Regions from separate parts of the Mus musculus genome. Here region 1 is linked to region 2. The links are chromatin contacts, called in public HiChIP or PLAC-seq maps. All regions are on one chromosome and are shown on one strand. The core of a region is the stretch at or near the end of the contact, and the rest is flanking DNA. Distances in the headings are between cores, read along the strand shown. Region 1 has its middle 19 kb from the start of Gm33931. Region 2 holds the start of Fzd10 (frizzled class receptor 10).

Region 1 (6,362 bases), core at 767-3,266, 35 kb after region 2:
ACACATACACACATATACACATATGTATACACATATATGCACATACATATATACATATATACACACAATACATCTACACACACACACACACACACAGAGAGAGAGAGAGAGAGAGAGAGAGAGAGAGAGAGAGAGAGAGAGAGAGAGATGAACCCAGATCCTGGTTTAGCCTAAGCACACTCTCTACCACTGAGAAATTTGTGTTCAAAATATTGCTTAGGTCCAACAAGATGGCTCAGAGGGTAGAGGTGCTTGCCACATAAGGCAGATAACCCAGGTTCAATCCTGCAAACCCACAGTGAAAGGAAATTGAACTCCTAAATCTTGTCCTTCGATTTCATGTATGCATTATTGCATGCACATATCACATACACACACACACCACATACACAGACACCACACACATACACCATATACACATACCACATATACATATACATATACACACTACACACTTCACACACAGTTTTAAATTTTTAAATTTGAAATAAATTTTAATACTTATGGACAAGCATAACTTGGTGCCCCCAGCTCCAGGGTTATTCTAGTATTTCCACATTAATCTCTCTAATAATCTGAAATGTTTGTATGTGTCAACTATATTTATCCTCTCCTTGGATTTTCTATTCAATAACCATTATAATTTTATCCCCGTATCAATAATGCAATTTAAATGACCTCATCTCCATGGCCTCTGATGATCTGGCAATACAGGTTCTACCTTTATTCACTCAACACCCTCGTCCATCCTCAGCCCTGTGGACAGATGTAGGCTCCTCATTATTCCCTTTGCGATCTTATTATCCTCATGCGTGACGTTTGAAATTAAACTTTGTCAGGCGACATATATGACACACACATATATATCACAGGAACTGTGTTTTAAAGTGTGTCTCATGTACTCATTTATTTGGGTAGCTTTGAGAGCTTTAGGGTTTTACGAGTTCTAAAGGGACCATCAACCAGGGCCGGCGAGATGGCTCAGTGGGGGTAAGGCGCCTGCTGCCAAGCCTGACCCCCTGTATCAGATCCCAGGACCTACACAGTGGAAGGAGAGAGTCAATTCCTGAACGTTGTCCTCTGATCTCCACGCGCATTCTGTGCTACTCAGATGTGTGTGCTCACCAGCACATGTGCACACATGCACACACAAAATTGTAAAAAAAAAAAAAAAAGTGTCAATCTATTCAAGGCCTCATGTTTCAGCGCCTCAACGATGTGCTGGGGAACCCTTCCTAGTACGTACATTATTTTAAAAATATACACGAATGTCCTTGGGTAGTCTATTTATGAACCCTTTTGCTTTTACTTAACTGGTATGTTTGTTTACCCCAATTTCTTATTTCACTGTTATTATCATCATTCTTATCATGACAGGGTCTTGTGTAGCCCAGGTTAGCCTCAAACTCACTAGGTAGTTGGCATGACCTTGAACTCCTGATCCTCCTGCCTCTGTCTCCCAAGTACTGGGGTTTTAGGTGTGCACTCCCATACTTGATTTAGCCCACGCCAAGGATTGAACTCAGGGCTTTTGTGCATGTTAGGCAAGCTCTCCACCCCTGAGCCTCACCTTCAACCCCCACTTAATTACTTTAATTAACATCATTCCTCATTTATTAATATTATATCTCAGCTCTCTCTTTCTGTGTGTGTGTGTGTGTGTGTGTGTGTGTGTGTGTGTGTACAGTGGCTCTGGAAGTCAGAAGAGAACATTAGATCCTTTGGGATAGAATTCACAGGCTGTTGGAAGCCAACAAACATGGTGGCTGCTAGGAACGGAACTCGGTCCTCTGCAAGAGCAGCAAGCACTCTTGAACAAGCAGCAAGCCATCTCTCCAGCCCTGCTCAGTTAAACTTTCGAACCGAGTCCTAGGCTGTGGTCGGTGAACACAGCTCACACCACACACCTTTGGGTGTCCTGATTTGGGGCGTCCGACACTTATCTGCAGGTGGGGCCCACATGGTGGCTGTGTTTTATCTTTTGCTCCATTTCCTTGTTCCCATGCAACATCTGGTTTTAGTCACGGGGGTGGTGGAATGCATCCTAACAGGAGATCCACCGATGGAGCAGGAGGACAGAGTAGGGTGGCTTTTTCTACAGCTCACCCTGTCCGGAAAGTGAAGAGTCCAAAGCACAGAAGGAGTCACAGTCAAGGAAACACTCACCACGAATATTGTCATTCAGGGGTGGTATAGATATATATATCCCCACACACCCACACCCACGTGAAGGTACCTATAACCCTCCCCACACCCTACTTCTCAGAGAACATCAACAGTTCCCAGGCTGCTCCTGTGGATGCTCACATGTGAGCACAGCTGCTGTGATGAAAAAAGAAGGCTGTTTTGCTGAGAGAACATCATAGAACAACAGCCTGTGCGTGCATGTGCGCGCATGCGCAGGATTCAGGGCTTCTCTGGCGTCTCACCGATAAGCATGTCACAAACTTTGAGTTTGAAAACAACAAAAACACAACAACAACGAACAGTCTTTATACCTACTTGGGGGCAACAGATCATTTTTCATGTTAGTTACACCTATATCCAGTTGCAAATTAAAACCGAGAGCTTTAAAAATATTTACTTGTCTTGGAAAACAAAGGCGATCCCGCTGCATTGCATAGCTAATTCAGCACTTCAAAACTTTATTCAACTCTTCCTAAAATGCAAAACATCGAGGAATACATTGTTCCTGAGTTTTCAAAATCTCTTAATCTCTGCCTTAATCAAAGACAGCTGGCCTCTCATCAGCACATCTGCGTCCAATGAGTCCCCCAAAAGGAAAAAAAAAGTCACGTGGTGGTGGTGGGGCTTTGGGCGCTCAGCAGCTGTCTCGGAAGGGAAGAATGGGACTGGCTCACGGAGGGTCCCACAGCAGTGTCCTGAAGCTAGCTTTTTAAATTTCGTCTATTTTTATTTTCTGGGCATGAGTGTGTTCCGCTTATGTGTATGTCTGTGCTCCACGTGCATGTAGTTCTCATGGAGGCCAGAAGAGGGCGTGCCAGATCCTTAGAAACTGGAGTTACAGAAGGTTGCGCGCTTCCACGTAGGTGCTGGGAGCTCTCCAGCTCCCTGGAGACCTGTTTTAGTTTGTACGTTTTGAGCTAGCTCCAAAATACATTGTGAGATGGCTAGAGAGCTCTAGCACTGTCCGGGCTTTACTGTGAATTAAGACGAGGATGCTCCCAAGCCCTGGGAGGGTGAATTAAAACAAACAAGAGTCTCAGCTGCACAGGTGACTCAGCTCTGCTGCAAGTCACCAGCACATCATGTCCTGCGGTTTAGACGGGTGACACCTCAAACGGTTTGTGGCCGCGCCCCCCCCCCCCCAAGCCTGGCTTACTCTTCCATCTGTGAGGTGGATAGGGCAGACTTGCTCCAGGGATATAATGCAGGGGACTGACAGGTACCGTTACTGAGTTTCTGCTCTCACACGCAGGCCATGGTCCACCCAGCTTGTGCCTCTGCTACACCAGTAGTTCAGTCCTCCGCCTCTCTTTTCCAACTCTGCCTGGTGAATGTTTCACCCTCCCTGCCTCCACCCCACCCCCACCCCACCCCCGCCCCTGAGGCCATCACACCCACAGAGAAGGAAGGAAGGAAGCAGAAGTCAGTCAAGGAGGAGTGTAGAGGGGTGACTCCAGGGCTCCTCACTCCTGCCGGCCACCTCTGGCTTCCACCCCAACCCAGAAATCGTTTCTATAGAGGGATGACTTTTGGGAAGGCCCTGGGTACTCCTGGGGATACCTTGTGGGTTCACTGCCATCTTGCTTGGTTCTCTCTGCAGTGGGGGCTAGCCTAGGAAATAGGGTCTGAGGAAGACAGGCATCTCATTTCTGAGGGGGGCAAGTCGCTTTCAAAGCCACGTTTGTAGAAAGCTGGCTATTCTAGCAGACAAGGATTCTAATTTGGTCTGGTTTGGTTCTTCAGTAGCTCTCTAATGGATCTGAGCTCTGCTGCTATCGACTGTGACCCAGCACAGCATGGTGTCTCTGCAAAAGCACTAGATGATGTGTGGAAAATACACACACACACACACACACACACACACACACACACACACATGGTCCCATTTGAAGTCTTAGAGTGGTCCAGGTTGGCTCACAGCTTCATTTATTGTGTGGACTAACAAGTGTTTCATCTGCAGCCTCCTGAAAGCATGGTTCAGGTGCTATAATGAACAGTGCTCGTGCGTCGTGCCCCTCCCAACACACACACACACACACACACACACACACACACACAATACGCCAAGCTCCTTGAAGTTATTCTTGCCACAATGAGTCTGCAGGGGGCAGCGGCTTCTTCATCTTGACCCACTTCCTGGAGAGACTTTCTATCAACTGGAAGCTTGCTTCCCCTCTTCCCTGGATGGTCAAGGTCAGGAGCTGGGAGCTTTGACCTGCGTGTCAGGGGTTAGGCAGACAGCTGTCCAAACACAAAGCAGGAATCACAGGATGCGGGTAGATGCTGCCATAGCCTGTGGCAGTCAGCACTCCAGAGACCGGAAGTTCCCGTAAGCCTTGGACTCACGTCTCCCAGTCTTACCTTCTGCCTTCGGTGTTTTAGCTTCTGCAATGAAATGCGACCTCAGTAAGCAAGAAGCAGAATCATGCATAATGAGAGGAGGTGTTGAGAAAGAAGAGGGCAGAAGGAACATTTTAAGAATGAAGCTGGCTAGAAATAGCTGGCTTCCGAGAATGTGGCAAACCTAGCTTCGCAGGCAATGAACGAGGCCACAGGAAGTGTCAGGAGCCTGGAGGAGACCCACCATGGGGGACCATAAGGTGTTTTTGAATACACCTGCTGCATGCCCTGATTCTTGGGACAGCTGCTTCCACACTTCCACAAGCTTTGATATGACAGGCATTTCATCTACTTGGTATGTTGCGGTTTCAGGAGACGAGCATTCAGCAAAGTTTTACCTTGTTCCAGGCCTCGTTCTGTGCCACCTCAAGACTCCCTGGGTCTCCTGATCCCCATGTTAGGCCCCTTCTCAACTATCCAGGCCATGACTTGAGACTAGGCTCCTTCACTTTGTATTGTTATTCTAACCATCATTAACAACAACAAAAATCTGATGTTTGATAGAATGTGTGCTTCATCAAATCCTGCCCATATGTGACCCGAAGTGACTGATGTCCCATCCGTGGGCTGAAATGGCACCAAGTCATAGCAGTGTGTGTGTGTGTGTGTGGCTTAGGTTTGGGTTTTATTGCTTCAATGAAACACCAGGACCCAAAAAGCAAAATAGACAGGAAAGGTTTATTCAGCTTACACTTCCGATCATAGTCCGTCATTGGAGGAAGTTGGGGCAGGATCCTGGAGGTAGGAGCCGATGCAGAGGCCATGGAGGGTGCTGGTTACTGGCTTGCTTCCCCTGGCTTGCTCAGCCTGCTTTCTTCTAGAACTCAGGACCACCAACCCAGGGATAGCACCACCTACCATGGTCTGGATCCTTCTACATTGATCACTAATTAAGAAAATGCCTTACAGCTGGATCTCATGGAGACGCCTTCCTCAAGTTTTCCTTCCTCTCTGATGACTCTAACTTGTGTCAAGTTAACACACAAACTCAGCCAGTAGAGGGGGTGGGGGAGAGGGAGAGAGTATTGGGGAGGGGGATGGGATTTGAACTCAGAACTTCACACATGCTAGGCAAACACTCTGTCTCTGAGCTACATGCCCAGCCCTCTTTCACTGTTTTCCACATGTGTGCATGTTCACATGTATGTGAGTACATGTACACGTGGTGACCCAAAGATGACTTTGATCATTTTCTTTAATCACTCCTCACTTTATTTATTGTGGCAAGGTCTCATGCTGACTACAGCTGGCCCTGACCCAGCTTGCCTTGGGATTCCCTGTCTCTGACTTCCTAGTGCTAGAATTATAGGTGGGTTTTGAGAGATGTGAACTCCAGTCCTCACAATGACACAGTAATTGCTCAATCCATTGAATTATCTACACAGCCCTTCCTTTTACTATTAATTTTAAGGCAAGCTGTCCCTAAATTCCCCACATTGGCCAGTCTGTAGTCTACATGGGCCTTAAACTTGTGACTCTGCTGCCTCAGCCTCAGAAGCGGCTAAGGCATGGCATTGCCTGCAGCCCTGACAAGACCACTAACACATTGCACTTCCCAAGAGCCCAGGCTGGCCGATCCTGCTCATAGGAACTGGGCTTCGGGAACTGGTGGCCTTAGACACAGGCAGGCAACTCCAAACCTTCAAGAAAACCAAAGTTTCTACTTCCGGTCTCTGGCTTGTATGCAATGCATCCAAAAAAACCAAAACCAAAACCAAACCAAACTAACCAACCAACCAATCAAAACCCCAAGTGGTGTAAACACCAACATAGGA
Region 2 (5,787 bases), core at 1,590-4,089:
AATAAGATTTCCATTAATTTAAACATAGCTCTATTCCCAGGCCAGTCCCCCCCACCCCACCCCAAAGCTTTCTCTTCCCTCTTTTATCCCTGGTTAAATATGTAAATAAAATGTCTAAAGTCGTTCTTCAAAGAAGACAAAAGAAAAAAAAGAGCCGAGGGGAGAGAGACAGCCATAAAATTCCTCCCAGCTCTCCATAACGCTTGCCAGAGGGGGGCCGGTTTCCGAGCCAGGGCTGAGCAGCAGGGGACCCGGCTGCTCTGGAGTCACTCGTCTCAAATCCCACACACAGGAGAGAGAAAAATAAAATATCTTTTCAGCTGGAGCCATCAAAGGGGTCCTTTCATTTATTAGCGTTGCCTTCCACTCTCGCTATCTCGGGGCCCTTATTTTTAGATACTAATGTCTATTTGTTGCTTTCCTTTCTTTTTCTATACTAGGTTGGGCAGATGGAAGAAATTCTGTTAGCTTTTTCTTCTCTTAATATATTTTAAGGGAGTCCCGGGGGTTGGGGGAGAGAAGAAAGGAACGTGAAGTGATCATAGCTAAAATAAAAGGTCGGAACACTGTAGAAGTAACCAGAGCATAAAAGACCAATTACGTGGGGCAGTCTCAAATAGCTCACACCCTGCTCCGGAGCTGAGCTCACCCAGGCTACTTCCACGCCCCCCACGCCCCAAGGGGCGGGGGGGGGAGTGTGGAATTAGAAGAGAGAGAGAGAGAAAACGGAAGGCAAAAGTGTCAGGAAGGACCCCTTGCAAACTAGTCTGTCTTAAAGCTAAGCGATAGCCCAAGAATCTTACCTGACTTAAAAGGTTTTGGAAACAGCGTACTAAACTATAAATATCTAAGTAAACCATCCTTATCCAAGCCGCAAGCGTTCACCACACCGCAGGTTTTTCTTGGGTCACTAACACGGTGGTGGGTGGTGATTCTGACTGTGTTAACCTCAGTCTTCCGGACCGCTGTTTCCACGGATCCAACTTCCTCCCGTGAAAGGCAGAGGGGACCAGGGGATCTAAAGGTGAGGCATGAGCCTGTGCACACCCCTCCGCCCCCCACCCCCAGGACTCAGCAGGTCCTGGGAGTGTCCCAGCCTCAGGTCTGTCCGCTATGTCTGACAAATGAAAGGGGGGTAAAGAGGAAGAACTCCCTGCAGATGGGACGCTGAAGCCTTGTTTTAATTAGAAGTCGATCCTCTGCAGGAAGCGCAAGGCAGGGCGGGGAGGAGGGGTCCTGGGTAGCCTCGTTCCTGGCTTGGCTGGAGCCACTGAAGGCTTCCAGGCATCTGTGCACCCAACTCGGCCCTGGGGTGCGCAAGACTGACTGGCCGAAAGATGAGCAGGGGACTTAGCTGCACCTATGCAGTTGGGGGAGTCCGCACTGGAGGTCCTGGTAGTTTCCCAGACACTTAAAACGCAGACCTGAATGGGGGTGGGGTGGGGTCTAAGGAGAGAGTGGGCCACCGCCCTGAGGGCTGTTTATCCAAAGCCAAGAGTCCGCGACAGGTGCCGCACCCCAGATCTCTCGGACATCTAAGGACTGCGGTGGGCTCCCATGGTGCACTCACTCCCTGTGCGGGGGAAGGAGGTTGAAGCTCTGTGTCCTTATCACAGATTAGCCCAAAACCAACCAAGGGGCAGGAGCCAGCATAGCAAGGCACGGAGAGGCCCCACCACTCTGCGTGGGAACCAGCCGTGCGCGTGTAGGCCGGGGCTCAGCCTCCGCCTCCCAGGAGGACGCAGGCCGAGCACATCTTTCGCCAAATAATATAAATACACAACTTCCTATAATAAATAAACTCAGCCGCTTGGAGAAACCACCAGCCGGCTTGGCGCGATGGTCCCCAACACGGTGGCCTTGGCGGGGCAAGGGTCACCACGATTCAAGCCAAGCCCCTCTTCTCGGGGTGCGGGGTGTCAGCGGCCCGGAAAGTCTCCTCCCCGCCCCCTCCCTTCTTTCTTTGAGTAGACCTTGCAGAAGAGGCCCTAAACTCCGGCTTCCCAAGTCCCCTCCCCCTCCCCTGCACTCGGCCCTTTTGAAATTTCAAAGGCAGCCCCTCCCCGGAGTCCGAGCTCCGCGCCCCGGGCAGCAAACCCCCGGCTTCGGGAAGATGCGGGCAGCTTTACAAGCCGAGGGGCCACTTTTTTATGAGCACGGTCATAAAACGCAAATCCCGTGTCTCTTTGAAAGTGCCCTCCGCCAGGGCCCGGTCGTAAAAGTAGAAGATGCGTCCCCAGCCCCCAACCCCGGGTGAGGACCACCCTTACCCGAGTCCCCAAACTTCCCGTAACCTCGGCGTCCTTGGGGTACCGGGGACAATCTCAAGGCCTCCCACCCCCCCTCTGGGGCGGGGAGGGCAAGCAGAGAGGCCGGCAGGAGGTGAGGCTGGAGGCTGGGGTCCAGCCCCAAGCTGGGGCTGAGGGCGGAGGCTGCCCGGGGCGCAAGGCTTTCTGATGCAAAGCAGCAGCGGGGCGGGGCGGCGGGCGGAGGCGGGGCCTGTCACCAATCGGCTTTGCTTTTTTTTTTTTTTTTTTTCCCTCTTTGCTACTCTTTGCCTCTTTGCAAGTCTTCTCATCCCGGGACGCCGTGCTGGAAGCAGCTGCGGGCGCCGGGAGGGAGGAGCTCCAGGGCCCAGGGCCACGGTGTGCCCGCGCTGCCCCACCGCGGTCCGCGATCGCCCGCGCCCGGAAGAAGAGGCCAAAGTTTGCGCGCTGAGCGGCGCTCGCTCCGCCGTATTGTTTGCAAACTTCGCTCCCCTCCCCCGCCGCCCCCCGACTCCGCTGAGGCCGCGCGCCCACCGCGGTGGCCCCGGGCGCCGCGAGCGCTCCGGCCAGACTGGATGGGCATGCGCGGGGGCCCGAGCCGGGGCGCGGAGCCGCGGGCAGCAGCAACAGCCCGTGCCCGGGAGCGGCGGCCCTGAGCGGCGCTGGGACATTGAGGGCGCCACCATGCAACACCCGGGCCCGCGCCTGTGGCTGGTGCTGCAGGTGATGATAGGCTCGTGCACGGCCATCAGCTCCATGGACTTAGAGCGCCCTGGAGACGGCAAGTGCCAGCCGGTGGAGATTCCCATGTGCAAGGACATCGGCTACAACACCACCCGCATGCCCAACCTGATGGGTCACGAGAACCAGCGCGAGGCGGCCATCCAACTGCACGAGTTCGCGCCGCTCGTGGAGTACGGCTGCCACAGCCACCTTCGCTTCTTCCTGTGTTCGCTGTACGCGCCCATGTGCACCGAGCAGGTCTCCACACCCATCCCTGCTTGCCGGGTCATGTGCGAGCAGGCCCGGCTCAAGTGCTCGCCGATCATGGAGCAGTTCAAATTCAGGTGGCCGGACTCCCTGGATTGCAGCAAGCTCCCCAACAAGAACGACCCCAACTACCTGTGCATGGAGGCACCCAACAACGGCTCGGATGAGCCCAGCCGGGGCTCTGGCATGTTTCCTCCGCTCTTCAGGCCCCAGAGGCCCCACAGCGCGCAGGAGCACCCACTAAAGGACGGGGGTCCGGGGCGCGCAGGTTGTGACAACCCAGGCAAGTTCCACCATGTGGAGAAGAGCGAATCTTGCGCACCGCTTTGCACTCCGGGGGTGGATGTGTATTGGAGCCGCGACGACAAGCGCTTCGCTGTGGTCTGGCTGGCCATCTGGTCCGTGCTGTGCTTCTTCTCCAGCGCCTTCACCGTGCTCACCTTCCTCATCGACCCATCGCGCTTCAGGTACCCCGAACGTCCTATCATCTTCCTCTCCATGTGCTACTGCGTTTATTCGGTGGGCTATATCATCCGCCTCTTCGCGGGCGCGGAGAGCATCGCTTGTGACCGGGACAGTGGGCAGCTGTATGTTATCCAGGAAGGACTGGAGAGCACGGGCTGTACCTTAGTCTTCTTGGTACTTTACTACTTCGGCATGGCCAGCTCTTTATGGTGGGTGGTCCTCACCCTCACTTGGTTCCTGGCTGCTGGAAAGAAGTGGGGCCATGAGGCCATTGAAGCCAACAGCAGCTACTTTCACCTGGCAGCTTGGGCCATCCCGGCTGTGAAGACTATCTTGATCTTGGTGATGCGCAGGGTGGCAGGGGATGAGCTCACTGGTGTGTGTTATGTGGGCAGCATGGATGTCAATGCTCTGACCGGCTTCGTGCTGGTCCCGCTGGCTTGCTACCTAGTCATCGGCACTTCCTTCATCCTGTCCGGCTTTGTGGCTTTATTCCACATCCGGAGGGTGATGAAAACGGGTGGGGAGAACACGGACAAGCTGGAGAAGCTCATGGTACGCATAGGGGTCTTCTCCCTCCTCTACACTGTGCCGGCCACCTGTGTGATTGCCTGCTATTTTTATGAACGCCTCAACATGGACTACTGGAAGATGCTGGCCACCCAGCACAAGTGTAAGATGAACAATCAGACCAAGACACCTGACTGCCTGATGACCACCTCCATCCCTGCCGTGGAGGTCTTCATGGTCAAAGTGTCCATGCTGCTGGTGGTGGGCATCACCAGTGGGGTGTGGGTCTGGACTTCCAAGACCCTGCAGTCCTGGCAACACGTATGCAGCCGGGGGCTAAAGAGAAAAAGCCGGAGGAAACCAGCCAGTGTGGTCACCAGTGCAGGGATCTACAAAAAAGCCCAGCACCCCCAAAAACCTCACCTTGGGAAGTATGAACTGCCCGCCCAGCCTTCAGCCTGCGTGTGAAGGCAGAGCTGGCTGCAAGAACAGGACATTCGGAGCCCAAATGGGCAGCTTTTCTTGGTTGGCTGGTTGTTGGTAAATCAAAGTAAAAAGAATATGTATATATATATACATGTATGTGTATGCATGTGCATATATATGCATATATTTACACATACATGAAGTCTACCTTGAGGTTCAGAACAGCTGAATGTAAAGGGTTCTGTTCAGTTTGTTGCCTCCCTGAAGGGTCGCTCATTAAGGAGGGAGCCTCTTGTGTAACTAATTTGTGGTAAAGTAGTTGATTCAACCGCCCTCCAGAAAACTTTTGTTTAGGCCTCAAGCACACAGCTGTGTATTCAGAAGGCTTTGCTGCCTGTGCATAAACTTGAGGCTGGAGAGCTCCTTTGTAAGCTAAAGAGCTTTCCTGGGGGGGGGGGGGGGCAGCCAGTGAGCCACCCAAGGGCCTGCTCTCCCTCCCTCACTCCCCCAGCTAGGCTGCTGTATGGGTGGGAGGGAAGGTGAGGAGGAGAGGGGATAAAAGAGGTGACACCCCCCCCAGCCCAAGGTCTGCCTGCAGATCCCTTAAAAGAGAGTCACTTCCCCAGCCTTCATAGCCATGTTTCTCCCAACACAGAGCCCACGCTACCCTCTCACCCCACTGCAGATCTAACACTGGAGAATTCAAATGGTGTGCAATACTTTTTTTTTTTTTTTTTTACATTTTCCCCCTCTCCCTAGCAAAACAAATGAGAGAGAGAAAAAGTATTTTGTTGTAAATAAAAGGCAAGAAAAGAAATCATCTAACAAAAGAATTTAGAGGCTCAAGCCTCAGGGTTGGGGGTTGGGGGGGCGCCTTCAGCCTGATACATTTTGTGGCTTTTTAATGGAAACCAAGCCAGTGTGTTCTACACACTGGGACTGATTTGTGGAGAGGAAGGGGGAGGGGGGGAAGCCAGTGGAGAGCACCAGAGGGCTTATTGACTCTCTGAATTGTTAAACAAATGATTTCCATGAGTGGTCTTGAAGCACTTGGGAAGACAAACTTTGTCTCCAGCCAGGGAGGGCCATGCCTGCCTCTGTATATCTGTAATATAGGATATTTTTCATG

The links. HiChIP or PLAC-seq counts read pairs in DNA pulled down with a chosen protein or histone mark.
Region 1: a contact with region 2 is called in an H3K27ac HiChIP or PLAC-seq map of double positive thymocytes, with 2.7 times the contacts expected there. The contact joins the enhancer-like site here to the promoter of Fzd10 in region 2. A contact is called at or near these places in 3 of 484 Hi-C or Micro-C datasets (epidermal suprabasal cells, myocytes and palatal mesenchyme), 8 of 115 datasets of contacts at active chromatin or transcription factors (the SCID.adh cell line, craniofacial prominence, double positive thymocytes and 3 more) and 3 of 9 other capture datasets (adipose tissue, liver and pancreatic islet).

The regions. Positions count from the first base shown.
Region 1 is chr5:128,634,500-128,640,861 of GRCm38.p6, forward strand. No RefSeq gene overlaps it. Among named protein-coding and RNA genes, the nearest start is that of Gm33931, 19 kb to the right of the region's middle. Within about 2 kb of position 2,017, at least 22 of the 459 cell types and tissues checked have an H3K27ac peak or open chromatin away from gene starts, as enhancers often do. A contact at or near this core is called in the SCID.adh cell line, craniofacial prominence, double positive thymocytes and 1 more, where this site is marked.
Region 2 is chr5:128,598,267-128,604,053 of GRCm38.p6, forward strand. It overlaps Fzd10 (frizzled class receptor 10), which reads left to right and starts at 2,840. Exons shown (of 1, transcript NM_175284.3): 1 at 2,840-5,787. The coding sequence starts at 2,952. The coding sequence ends at 4,700. Fzd10os (frizzled class receptor 10, opposite strand) reads right to left here and starts at 2,421. Exons shown (of 6, transcript NR_015517.2): 1 at 2,271-2,421.